Linked DNA regions of Mus musculus: regions 1 and 2 are each linked to region 3. The links are chromatin contacts, called in public promoter capture Hi-C maps. All regions are on one chromosome and are shown on one strand. Each heading gives the region's core, a stretch centred on a gene start, on an enhancer-like site or on the middle of the called end of the contact. The rest is flanking DNA. Distances are from core to core; before and after follow the strand shown. Region 1 holds the start of Kdr (kinase insert domain protein receptor). Region 2 holds the start of Slain2 (SLAIN motif family, member 2). Region 3 holds the start of Rasl11b (RAS-like, family 11, member B).

What was found. Promoter capture Hi-C pulls out the DNA fragments that hold promoters and counts their contacts. Capture Hi-C pulls out chosen DNA fragments and counts their contacts.
Region 1: a promoter capture Hi-C map of adipose tissue shows a contact between it and region 3, with 4 times the contacts expected there. The contact joins the promoter of Kdr here to the promoter of Rasl11b in region 3. A contact is called at or near these places in 1 of 39 promoter capture datasets (hippocampal neurons) and 1 of 9 other capture datasets (adipose tissue).
Region 2: a promoter capture Hi-C map of pre-B cells shows a contact between it and region 3, with 2.1 times the contacts expected there. The contact joins the promoter of Slain2 here to the promoter of Rasl11b in region 3. A contact is called at or near these places in 3 of 39 promoter capture datasets (liver and pre-B cells) and 1 of 115 datasets of contacts at active chromatin or transcription factors (pancreatic cancer cells).

Annotation. Positions count from the first base shown.
Region 1 is chr5:75,976,621-75,979,897 of GRCm38.p6, reverse strand. It overlaps Kdr (kinase insert domain protein receptor), which reads left to right and starts at 1,443. Exons shown (of 30, transcript NM_010612.3): 1 at 1,443-1,796. The coding sequence starts at 1,730. It overlaps Gm32727 (a long non-coding RNA gene), which reads right to left and starts at 2,566. Exons shown (of 3, transcript XR_868500.2): 1 at 1,920-2,566.
Region 2 is chr5:72,912,973-72,916,779 of GRCm38.p6, reverse strand. Slain2 (SLAIN motif family, member 2) reads right to left here and starts at 2,418. Exons shown (of 8, transcript NM_001113423.2): 1 at 1,767-2,418. The coding sequence starts at 2,155.
Region 3 is chr5:74,193,445-74,197,055 of GRCm38.p6, reverse strand. Rasl11b (RAS-like, family 11, member B) reads right to left here and starts at 1,730. Exons shown (of 4, transcript NM_026878.1): 1 at 1,466-1,730; 2 at 897-953. The coding sequence starts at 1,604.

The sequences.
Region 1 (3,277 bases), core at 194-2,693, 1.8 Mb before region 3:
TACAACAAAGCTAAATGTGAGCAGACCAGGCATGCCTCTGCTAAATGAGGATGCCCACACCAAACATGCCCAAGATCTTCAAGTATAATTTTATTATATAGATTCGCTATGTGTTGACATGTTTTTATAGTGAACCTGGATTTTACAAACCCTCCTGGTTTGCCACCTGCTTCTGGCACCATACTTGAGGCTTAGGCACGTGATAAAGGAGCATGCCTGTTTCCCCCCTTATTTTTTTTAAAGAAAAGCACCATGTTACATCATTAATCATGCATATCAGTGTAGTTTAGATCCGATGTAGAGACAATAATCTTATCTCTTTGTCTGGCTGAAAGACTGTCCTTTAAACTATCATTCTAAATGCATTTGGTTTTTGCCAGGAGTAAAACATGTCACAAGATATTTGTTGTCATTTCCCAGGCGTGGAAGGAAAGGAATGGAAAGAAAACGAGGGGTGAAGGCTGCTGTTCCTCTCTAGTCGCTACTTGAAGTCTACATAGCTGGGGGGGGGGGGGGGACTGTTCACATGGGACCGGTTTCCTCTTTGTTCCTACACTGGCGCCTCTGGCAAGAAACTCTCCCTTCTCTTCCCCCCAAGCATATCTTGGCTGAAAGGTCAGCTCTGAAAAGGGGCCTGGCCAAAGTTACTGTAGGGGACCGTGGTCATGGAACTGGGTAGACAAAAGCACTCTAGCAGCCACTGGAGAAGGACCGGGGGCTCTTCTCTGTGCATTTGCCCTGGAGCCCTGACCACCGCCAGCTCCCTGCATCTCCTTGCTATGGGTTTTCTGGACCGAGCCAGGCAGGAGTTCACAACCGAAATGTCTTCTAGGGCTAATCAGGTAACTTCGGACGATTTAAAGTTGCCAGATGGACGAGAAAACAGTAGAGGCGTTGGCAACCTGGATAAGCGCCTATCTTCTAATTAAAACATTCAGACGGGGCGGGGGATGCGGTGGCCAAAGCACCATAAAACAAAACTTCCAAGTACTGACCAACTCACTGCAAGTTTGTGCCCCGAGTACATCTAGGTTCAGGGGTTCTTGTCTTCATGCTCCCAACTGCGGGCGGATTTTTGGTCCCTTGGGACTTTCAGTGCAGCGGCGAAGAGAGTTCTGCACTTGCAGGCTCCTAATGAGGGCGCAGTGGGCCTCGTGTTTCTGGTGATGCTTCCCAGGTTGCTGGGGGCAGCAAGTGTCTCAGAGCCCATTACTGGCTACATTTTACTTCCACCAGAAACCGAGCTGCGTCCAGATTTGCTCTCAGATGCGACTTGCCGCCCGGCACAGTTCCGGGGTAGTGGGGGAGTGGGCGTGGGAAACCGGGAAACCCAAACCTGGTATCCAGTGGGGGGCGTGGCCGGACGCAGGGAGTCCCCACCCCTCCCGGTAATGACCCCGCCCCCATTCGCTAGTGTGTAGCCGGCGCTCTCTTTCTGCCCTGAGTCCTCAGGACCCCAAGAGAGTAAGCTGTGTTTCCTTAGATCGCGCGGACCGCTACCCGGCAGGACTGAAAGCCCAGACTGTGTCCCGCAGCCGGGATAACCTGGCTGACCCGATTCCGCGGACACCGCTGCAGCCGCGGCTGGAGCCAGGGCGCCGGTGCCCCGCGCTCTCCCCGGTCTTGCGCTGCGGGGGCGCATACCGCCTCTGTGACTTCTTTGCGGGCCAGGGACGGAGAAGGAGTCTGTGCCTGAGAACTGGGCTCTGTGCCCAGCGCGAGGTGCAGGATGGAGAGCAAGGCGCTGCTAGCTGTCGCTCTGTGGTTCTGCGTGGAGACCCGAGCCGCCTCTGTGGGTAAGAAGCCCACTCTTTAGTAGTAAGGCGGAGAAGTAGGGTGCGGGCGGAGAGTGGGAATAGAAGAGGACCTAACTCGTAGAGCTCTAGAGACCCTCCTCCCTTGGGTGTTCTTTCACTTACCAATGGGGAAACTGAGGTTCAAAGACTCTTCCGAAATGACTCAGCCAGGATTCTACTCTCCCCCGGGCATCGGTTGGAGCGTGTCCTGCGGAGCCGTCACAGCCCCTGGCGCTAGGTAGGCAGGAGTGGAAAGGCGGCCTGAGCCGGGGCAGGAGATGCTCCCACTGGCAGGAACAGGCGGTCAAACGCTGGGAAGCCAGCTCAAGCCAAGCGGCCCGGCTGGCATCAATCACTCCGTGCTGTTGCCCACCGCCCTAGTGTGGGGCAGGGAATCCGCCTCTGGCTCCGCTCCCCTTTAGCTCCAGCGTGTAAGCGCACGGACTATGTGAGGTGAGGTCTCTTCATAGAGCAACACTTTCCTCCCTCAACTTTCTTTGATGCAGAATGCTATTTTTGCTGGTAGGAGGAAGACGCGGCTTTCTCTTCTGTGACAGCTTCTCCAGGTGTATTAAACTAAATAACTCTCCACTTACCGACTCCAAAGCGCTGGTCCTGGGGTAAACTCTGAAAGTCTCAGAAACTCTTGAGCTTGGCACCTAGTTATAGGTCACTTTTCTTGTTTTAAAATGCCCTCTGCTTCAAGGTTAGGCCCACACTCGCTCTTGGGCTTTTGTGCAATAATTTCCCTTCCCTTCCCTTCCCTTCCCTTCCCTTCCCTTCCCTTCCCTTCCCTTCCCTTCCCTTCCCTTTCCCTCTTCCTTTTCCTCCTCCTCTTCCTCCTCTATTTCTCTGTCATTTCCTTTTTGAAGCCACAGTTTGCAGATTTCCAATCTCCACCCATTGGAGAATGGAGAATCAGGAAAAAAGAAGTCAATTCTGCAGAAACATTCCTTGCGCCCTAAGAGAATCGCATGGCTTAAAAGCATTGGCACTGACATACGGCGCCAAGATCGCCTGTCTAGAGCTATTGAGTTTTCCTCATAATGACTTGGTTCATCAGGCTAGCTCCACCACGAGTGCCCTCTTGTTCCTGAGAAGGCCGCACTCTCCCCCTTTCTGGGAAGAGAAAGACAGCCTGGAACATGTGCTTGCCCTGGGTTCCATAGAGAAGCAAGTTGCTTTAAAGCCCAGAGAATTCCTAGTGTAGCAGCTTAACAGCGTCCCGTTCTCTGAATAAGATGGAGGTTGCCCTTTTGGAGTGTGTGACTTGCTTAATTGGATTGGGCTATAATTGGTGCCATCCAAGTCTCGAGACAGAGCCGCTGTTGTTTTTCCTTCTGGTCTTTGAGCGGGAAGGATAACAGTGCACAAATTAATTAATGTTGGTTATCGGATTTGAACATAAAAGGGCTTTTATTGTATAGTAGCATATGTACCTCTTGCAGTCAGAATGAGCTGTCTAAAGAACAGAACCCAAA
Region 2 (3,807 bases), core at 1,169-3,668, 1.3 Mb after region 3:
GGCTGATGAGTGCAGCCAATCCTCATTACCATGAGCATTCATCTCCTCGTCACTTGGAAGGGCTCTGATGATACTTGGATGACTCTGGATGCTTTCAAAGTGCATACCTGCACAGGATCCCTTCAGAGGACAGGGTGGCTGACATGAACCGTCTAACTACTCAGTTCTACTAATGCCTGGTATCTCTTGGCAATGACATAAGAAGCAATGCCTGTCATTCATATGGTCCTACACACAAGTTACCAGTACTTCTTGTAGTTTTTAACGTAAAATGCTGGACTGTTCCTAGATGCCACTCTCCGACTTCTACCTTCTCCTGAGTTTGCCCCAGGATCTGGACCAAGGCGCTAGCGTCTGCACAATCAGCATTCCTGTTCTGTAGCTCTCCTCTCACCTCACGGTGTATACATTCTATCTTGTTTAACTGCCCAAGACTTAGCTCTCACTAGGACTGCCAGGGCCTCACACACAGGCATCAGCACTTAAGAATCTTTAGACTCTCCCACAGCAGGGATCACATGTGAACTCACAAAATAGTGTTGATTTAAATAGCCAGGCTTAAGGCTACCAGTGCCCAGTCCTGGAGAATTTATTGTATGCCAAGCCACCCACTGCTAAAAGTACATGTGGATTATCTGACTTAACCTTCAGAACTCTACACAAGAATGATAATTTTCCTCTGAGGAAAAAAGTGACGCTCAAAGTAACTTCTCCAAGGTCAGAAACCTTTAAAGTGGCAAATCTAGGGCCTGCATCCAGGCAGTGCTTAGAATTCTTCAAAGTTAGAGGCCTGGATACCAGTCCACGAGAGGTTTCGACTTCAGAGAAGTTTTAATGTCAACAGCATAAACGTTCTAGCTAAAAGTTAGGACTTCAAGAACGGATGAATTATGAGGATATTTCCAGCAGGTGTTTTTTTAATCAAAAATAAAACTCGAGGGAAAGCTTCTCATGGCCTACCGAAAAGTGTGACTTTAAGGTGTGGGGTCACCTCAGCTCGTCAAGAGGTGCCTCGTGATAACTCCGGCTTTGGTCTAGATTTTTAACTAGGACCCTTTCTCTGCCTCCAGGATGGCAGGCACGGAAATGATAGTCAGCTTGGATAACTAACTATTGCTTCACGGCTCCGAAATTATGTCGTATGCAATTCTTGTTTTCCAATATAAAATTCAGGGTTCCCCGATCCACCACCGACTTCACACAAAGCAGCCCCATCCCTCTCCACTGCCCTCCTCACACAAAGCAAAGCTTTACTCCCCCCACTACCCAAAGGGGAGTGACGTCCACCCGGCCTCCCCACAAACATCCCCATCTCACTCCGGTCCAAAGCACTGCCTGCTAGTAGCTACTCTCTATGTCCCCGCACCTGGTTGTTACCTCTTGAAGCAGACCCCTCCCTACAATCCAAACCGCTCAGACCACCATCCGAAAGCCCGTCTTTCACACAAAGCAGGATCCCTTCCTACGAAGCAGCTTGGTACCCTCTGAGTGCTCTGAGCGTGCGGGCCCACGGGGGACTGTGCCAAGCCACAGATCCCATCTGGGTCCAGTTGGGTCCTGCACCCAGAGGTTCCACGACCCAGAGAACTAGCTACAAACCCGTTTCCAAGGCACGCCTCGAAACCCCCCAACTCCAGCGGACCTGCCCGCCCGCAGCAGAAACAGGCAAAAGCCAGCGTCCCCACCACAAGCCGAGCCCACCCTGCTTTCCCCCAGGGACACCCCTCCGCCCCGCAGGCCCACCGGGCCCAGCGCCCCGCGCTCACCAGCTCTCCTCTTCCTCCTCCCAGCCTGACAAGCGCTCCAGCTCGTCGGGCCGCAGCGGCTCTACCTCGTCCAGCAAGCCTCCCTCGCCGGCCGCCAGCAAGGAGGTGGCGTCCCGCAGGTCCTCGCTGCTGGTCCGTCGCGGGCCGGAGCCCGCCCCGCCGCTGGCCTTGGCGCCCAGGCCCAGCGGGAAGCCCCGAGGGGACGCCGCGCCCGACGAAGGGGTGGACACGCCGACCCGAGCTGGGCTGCCGGGCCCGAGGAGGCCTGCACCCTGCACGGCTCCCGAGCGGCTCCTCAGCTGCTCGTTCTGCTTCTCCAGCTTCTTCACCAGCTCCTGCAGCTTCCGCACCTCCTGGTCCGCGTTCACATTGGAGTTAACGTCCTCCATGCCGGCCGCGCCGCCCGCTCCGACTCCCCAAGCCGCAGGGGAAGCGCGGGGTCGGGGGGAAAGAGAGGCGTTACCGCCACCGCTCACGCTAGCCGAGGCGCCGGCATAGAGCAGGGCCAGGCCCCACCGCCAGGGTCTCCCCGGCTCGGGTTGCGAAGCGCCGCTGGCCCCAGCCGAACCGCCTCATCTGCGCCGGCTCCGCGACTGGGGGAGGCGGCGCCAATATCCGGCCTCGGCAGCCATCTTCCCTCCGTCCCTCCGCCCCCTGCCGGCCAGCCCGGTCGGTGACCTCAGAGCGTCGGGGGAGGACGTGGCCGCCCGCGGGCTGAAAGAACTAAGCGCCCGGCTCGCGGTGGGGCGGGGCTGGAGGCGGGGCCTGAAACGGGACAGGGCCCGGAGGGGCGTGGTCATTGTTTGGGGCGGGGCCCCGGCCGGAAGGGGTGTGGTGGGCGCCGGCAAAGGTGGGCAGGGCCCGGCCGGGCTGGGCTAAGCTATCGCTGGAGTTTTGCCCTGGCCGCCTACCCTCCCCAAAGCTCATCGCGGGCGGGTGTGAGACCCAGAACCGGACTCTGGCTCCGGCTCCGACTCGGGCTCGGGCTCGGGTTCAGCCCCGCCCTAGGCGTCTGTGCGGAGACTCGCGGTCGGACGGCCCCGCCTGGTCGCATGGACCGTTCCCTTGGTTTGTTTGGCAATACTGAGTTGGTTCCTGCTTGAAACCGGAGACTGTCGGAGCTGGCAGCAGCCCCAGAGACCATCTGTGGCTCGTCCGTTCCATCCCCTGAAAATGAGAACCCGAATCCCGAATGGTTCAGAGCTCGGAAGTCAAAATGATAACCGTAATTTGTTGAGTGGTTCCTATAAGCCAGACACTGCGCTAAGCACTTTTAAAGGCATTATTTCATCCGTTTAAAACACGTGGGCAGGGGTTGTTTTGTTTCGTTGGCTTAAGGTTTACAGGTCCAGAGACAAGAGGATGATGGAAAACACTTCTGTACTAATCTTTCAACGGTAGTAATTAATGTGCATTGTATTCCTTGGGTTCTCCCTTCGCCCCCAAAAGACTTTTTAATAGTATGTCTTGACTTTTTGGGTTTTTTGAGGCAAGGTTTCTCTGTGTATTCCTGGCTGTCCTGAGACACGCTCTGTAGACCAGGCTGACCTCGAAAAACTCATCCTCTGCCTTTTTTTCAAAAGCTGGGATTAAAGGCATATGCTCCTTGAATTTTTTTTTTTAACTTGTACATGAAAAGTATTCAAGCAACCCGTTGACAGGCAATAGAGAATGTTGAGGGGTGGTAAATGTAAAATTCTGCCCTCGGTGGCATCTGTTTATAATGCGTACTGGTGGAAGCGACTGCAAACAAAACTTAAACGCTTTTTTTCTGTCATGTTGGCTCACTCTTCCACAGTTGTCAGTTGTGAGCTGCTTGGTTTACTTATACGGTAAGCAGCCAACCGTGCCTGGTCTCTCAAATTTTTGGCTGATGTTTGCAGTTGACTCCAATTGCCTCCTCCACCCTCGAACCAGTCTTATTACACCCGAACCAGTCTTATTACACCCGGGTGTGGACTCACATAAGACTTAACCCTCCTGCCTTTCCATGCTGTATTTTCCCTGCTTCGACTACCCTACCTACCATGTTTGATGCCTC
Region 3 (3,611 bases), core at 481-2,980:
AGATTATCAAATTTTATCAAAAGTAGGTCAAAGTTTGTGGGTTTTTAGAAACTTGCTGGTCTAATTTTAACTGAGTTTCCATATTTAGAGTAGTTCCACGGAGGAAAGTTTCTGGCTCAGTATACGCAGGGTTTCTGTTTTTATTTTATATTATCATTCTCTGAACAGTTATATTTTGCCCACAATAGCTTCATAAGCAAACACGGTTAGTAAATGCACAGTTAGCATCCCTCTTAGCATGAATATGTGCCATGATTCTGATCAGCTCTATATCAAAGCAGAAGGCCACCAGGTCTTATCTTGGGACAGCTTATATGGCTCATTTCAACTAAATCCCCAACTGGTACTTAATACAAGTCTACTAATTTAACCATACAGTCTACTTAGTTAAGCAATTTGCTCTCCCCCTGCTAGAATCATAGCAGCTACTTATTTGTCTTTGTTAAGGAAAGAACTTTAGGCTTACAACTCTTCTTTGGCCTTTGCTTTCAAAGGTCGCCCCTGAAAGGCAGCCAGCAGAGGGAGAGGGTGGGGGAGGAGCTTGCAGCTGGGTTTTTTGTTTGGTTGGGTATTTTTTTTTTTTATGACTTTTGCAGGCATGTTTTAAAGGACAAGGCCTTGGAGTACAAACGGTGCTTCCAACTGGGGTCCCTATAGTTAAAACATACCACAGGGAATACTTTCGGGCACTTGATAAAATGATGAATGCGCCAAGAATGGAATGAGGCCAGATGGCAGCTGGGGGGAGGGGGAAGGGGGAGGGGGAGGGGGCGTGCAGAATTGGAAGTAGCAGAATCTTGATGCTAAACACTGTCACTCTGAAGGAAGTGTCCTTAAAGGTACTGAGAAATGAGGGCGGCCATCCCAACAGGGTTGGTCTCCGTACGTTTCCTCACCTGCATTTCGTTCGTAGTCCCCGATGAATCGTTTAGTGAGGAATCGGACCACCAAAGCTGCAATTCAGAAAAGAAAACAGACTGTTAACCCACTAAGTTAGACGGTTCTCCACCCCACCCCCACCTGGAAAACAACTCTTCCAAAGAAAGTCACAGCCGGCCACCGAGGGCTCCTTGACCCTCTACCAGACACAAGGAGGTAGGAGTGAATTACAGCTCTGCCAGCAGGAAGGGTCTTGAGGCCCAGCCCCTCCGCGGAGCCCAGCTGGGCCACACCTAAGCCTTCCAGCAGGCAAACTTCTTCCTAACCTTACGGAACTCCTGGAGGGGTTACAATCACTAGCTCCCCCATTCCGCCCCAGATCCTGCCAAAAGCCCAAAGCCCCAAAGTTCTACTCTGGCCCGAAAGTCGGCGGGACGCTCTGGGCCCCAGTGACCCTCTTCGTTAAAGCAGAGACATGAAGAGGCAGAGGATCCCACTGCAACGCCCACCGTCTCTCAGTTCCAGTCCGAGCGGGGGTCTCCCACGTCCCGCCCCTCCACCAAGCGGGTTCCTCGCATGGACTCACCGGTCTTGCCCACGCCGCTGGCCCCTACCACGGCGATCTTAACGAGCCGGCGGCCCGCAGCCCCCAGGCAGCAGTCGGCAGCGGTGCTGCCTGGGGCGGGGTACTCTGCGATGGTACACATGTTCTGGATGAGGCGCATCGCCGCTACGGCCCGGCTGCACGGAGCGGGGAGGAAAGTCAGGACAGGAGACGGCTCGCGCTGCAAGGAGAGGAGGGTACCCCGTCGGAGGGCGCGCGGGCAGAAACTGGAAAGAACGGGAGAGCGCGACGAGAAGAGAGGCTCGGGGGTTCCGGATCGCGGCTGGGATGGCAGCCGCCGGGGCGCGGGTTTTCTCTGGCCCAGGCCCCGCCTCCATTCCAGCAGCCAATCCCCGAGCGCCCCGCTCGAGGCCCCGCCCACGGCCTGCACTACCAGGCTGCGCCCCCACAGGAGCCGAGAGCGAGTGCGGGGCCCCGTGAGATCCGAGGAAAACAGGGCGGCCGGCGCGAGGGTGGCAACGTGCGGGACCCAGCCGGCTCCCGCTGCGCTAGCACGCGGCCGCACCGGTGCCTGCGGGGTCACGGGGTCTCAGATCCGCGTGGGGGGATCTGGCCGTGTCTGCTGGGTCTCAGGTCCACGTGGGGGGAATCTGTCCTTGCCTTCATAGGAGACCTGGCGTGTCCGCGGGATCTCAGATCCGCGGTGGGTTTAGAAGCACCCACCCTTGTCTGCCAACCTCGCCGCTGGGCCTCCGTAGGTCAGTCCCTAGGCATTCTCTGAATTGGGTCCCAGGTCCCCTAACCTCTCTGACCACTGGCTTCTCCACCTCTGACCCCAAGGAACCTGCTGGGAGCCCCATAGGTCACTGCCCTGTTTGGCCCTGCCCTATGTTCTGCTCGTGCGCTCGACATCTTTGCACTGACTTGGCTACATTCAAAGTATTATCCTGGATTATACATTTTCCCCATCCTTGTATTCCTAAACAAAGGCACCCCTCCGTGACCCAAAATGTGGCGTTTGTCTTTGGGGCAAAATACCTATTTTGTTCTAGTTCTTGCCAACAGTGCAAGCCCACGAGAAGGCACACAACGTGGAAAGCAAGTACCGCACCCCGAGAGGCAAAGCCAGGCTAAAAGTCACTAGAACAAGCTTGCATGGCTAGCCCAGTCACGCCTCCTCCCAGATCTGTGAAAGGTAAGACAAGAAGTCAGTGCAGCTGTGGATTGGACTCACCGGGAGGCAGAGGGGCCCCACGGTTAGCCTAGTCATAAAGGTTAGTTAAAAGTGGCTTGTCGCCAAGGAAGATGAGGAGTCTAGCACTCATAAAAATACCAAGTACCCCCGTGTCCTCATCAGAGAAAATCACAGACAACTGCTGGCCAGATCCCAACTTCAGCAACCTACTTTATCTATCGCCACCAGCATGCCCTTACAACCCTCAGGGCCTTTTATCTTGGTGCCTAAGAGCAAAGCCTGTGGCATTTTGTACACCTTTATTGAAGGTAGAAAAGCAAAAGAAGCTGATTCCAGGCTCAACACACCGTTTCTTGTTTAATCACAGTCCATTCTGGGCTTCATTCACCAGGTAATAAGAATTTACCCTCCTACTCTGGTCAGACCGGGACAAACCCTGTATCTAGTAACAGTTTGAAGGGGTGAAGAAATCGGAGGGGAACTAGGAAGATTATGTAGACTTGCCTGGTTAAGTCTTCCAGGATGAACAACAGAATGGAGGGGGTGGGGTGGCAAACAGGCTGAGCAGTCACGGTAGTAAAAGTCTGCCTTCTAGGGAAAACACTGGACTGAAGCAAGATCAGACGTCTGAGTCTGGGACAAAGGGCATGGCCAATTTGCATCATGTCTTTCTGTGTGGTTTAAATCAAACTTGAGTTTTGCCGGTCTATAAAATCAAACTTAGCAAGGCTATAATTAAGGTACCGTGCACCTTTCAGCCCCCGGCCCTCTAGCCTGCAATTCTCTAGTGTTTACATGGGAAATAATTACGTAGTCTACAACATTTGTTCGGCTGCTTTTTGCACACACAGACCTGATAAAGATTCTCAAAGGGAATTTTGCCTTGAATCACTTTAGCGTCTGGTGTTTCATTTTCGTTACCATGGGACTAACCAGACCAGTGATTTTTCTGTCTGCATCATGAAGGCTGAA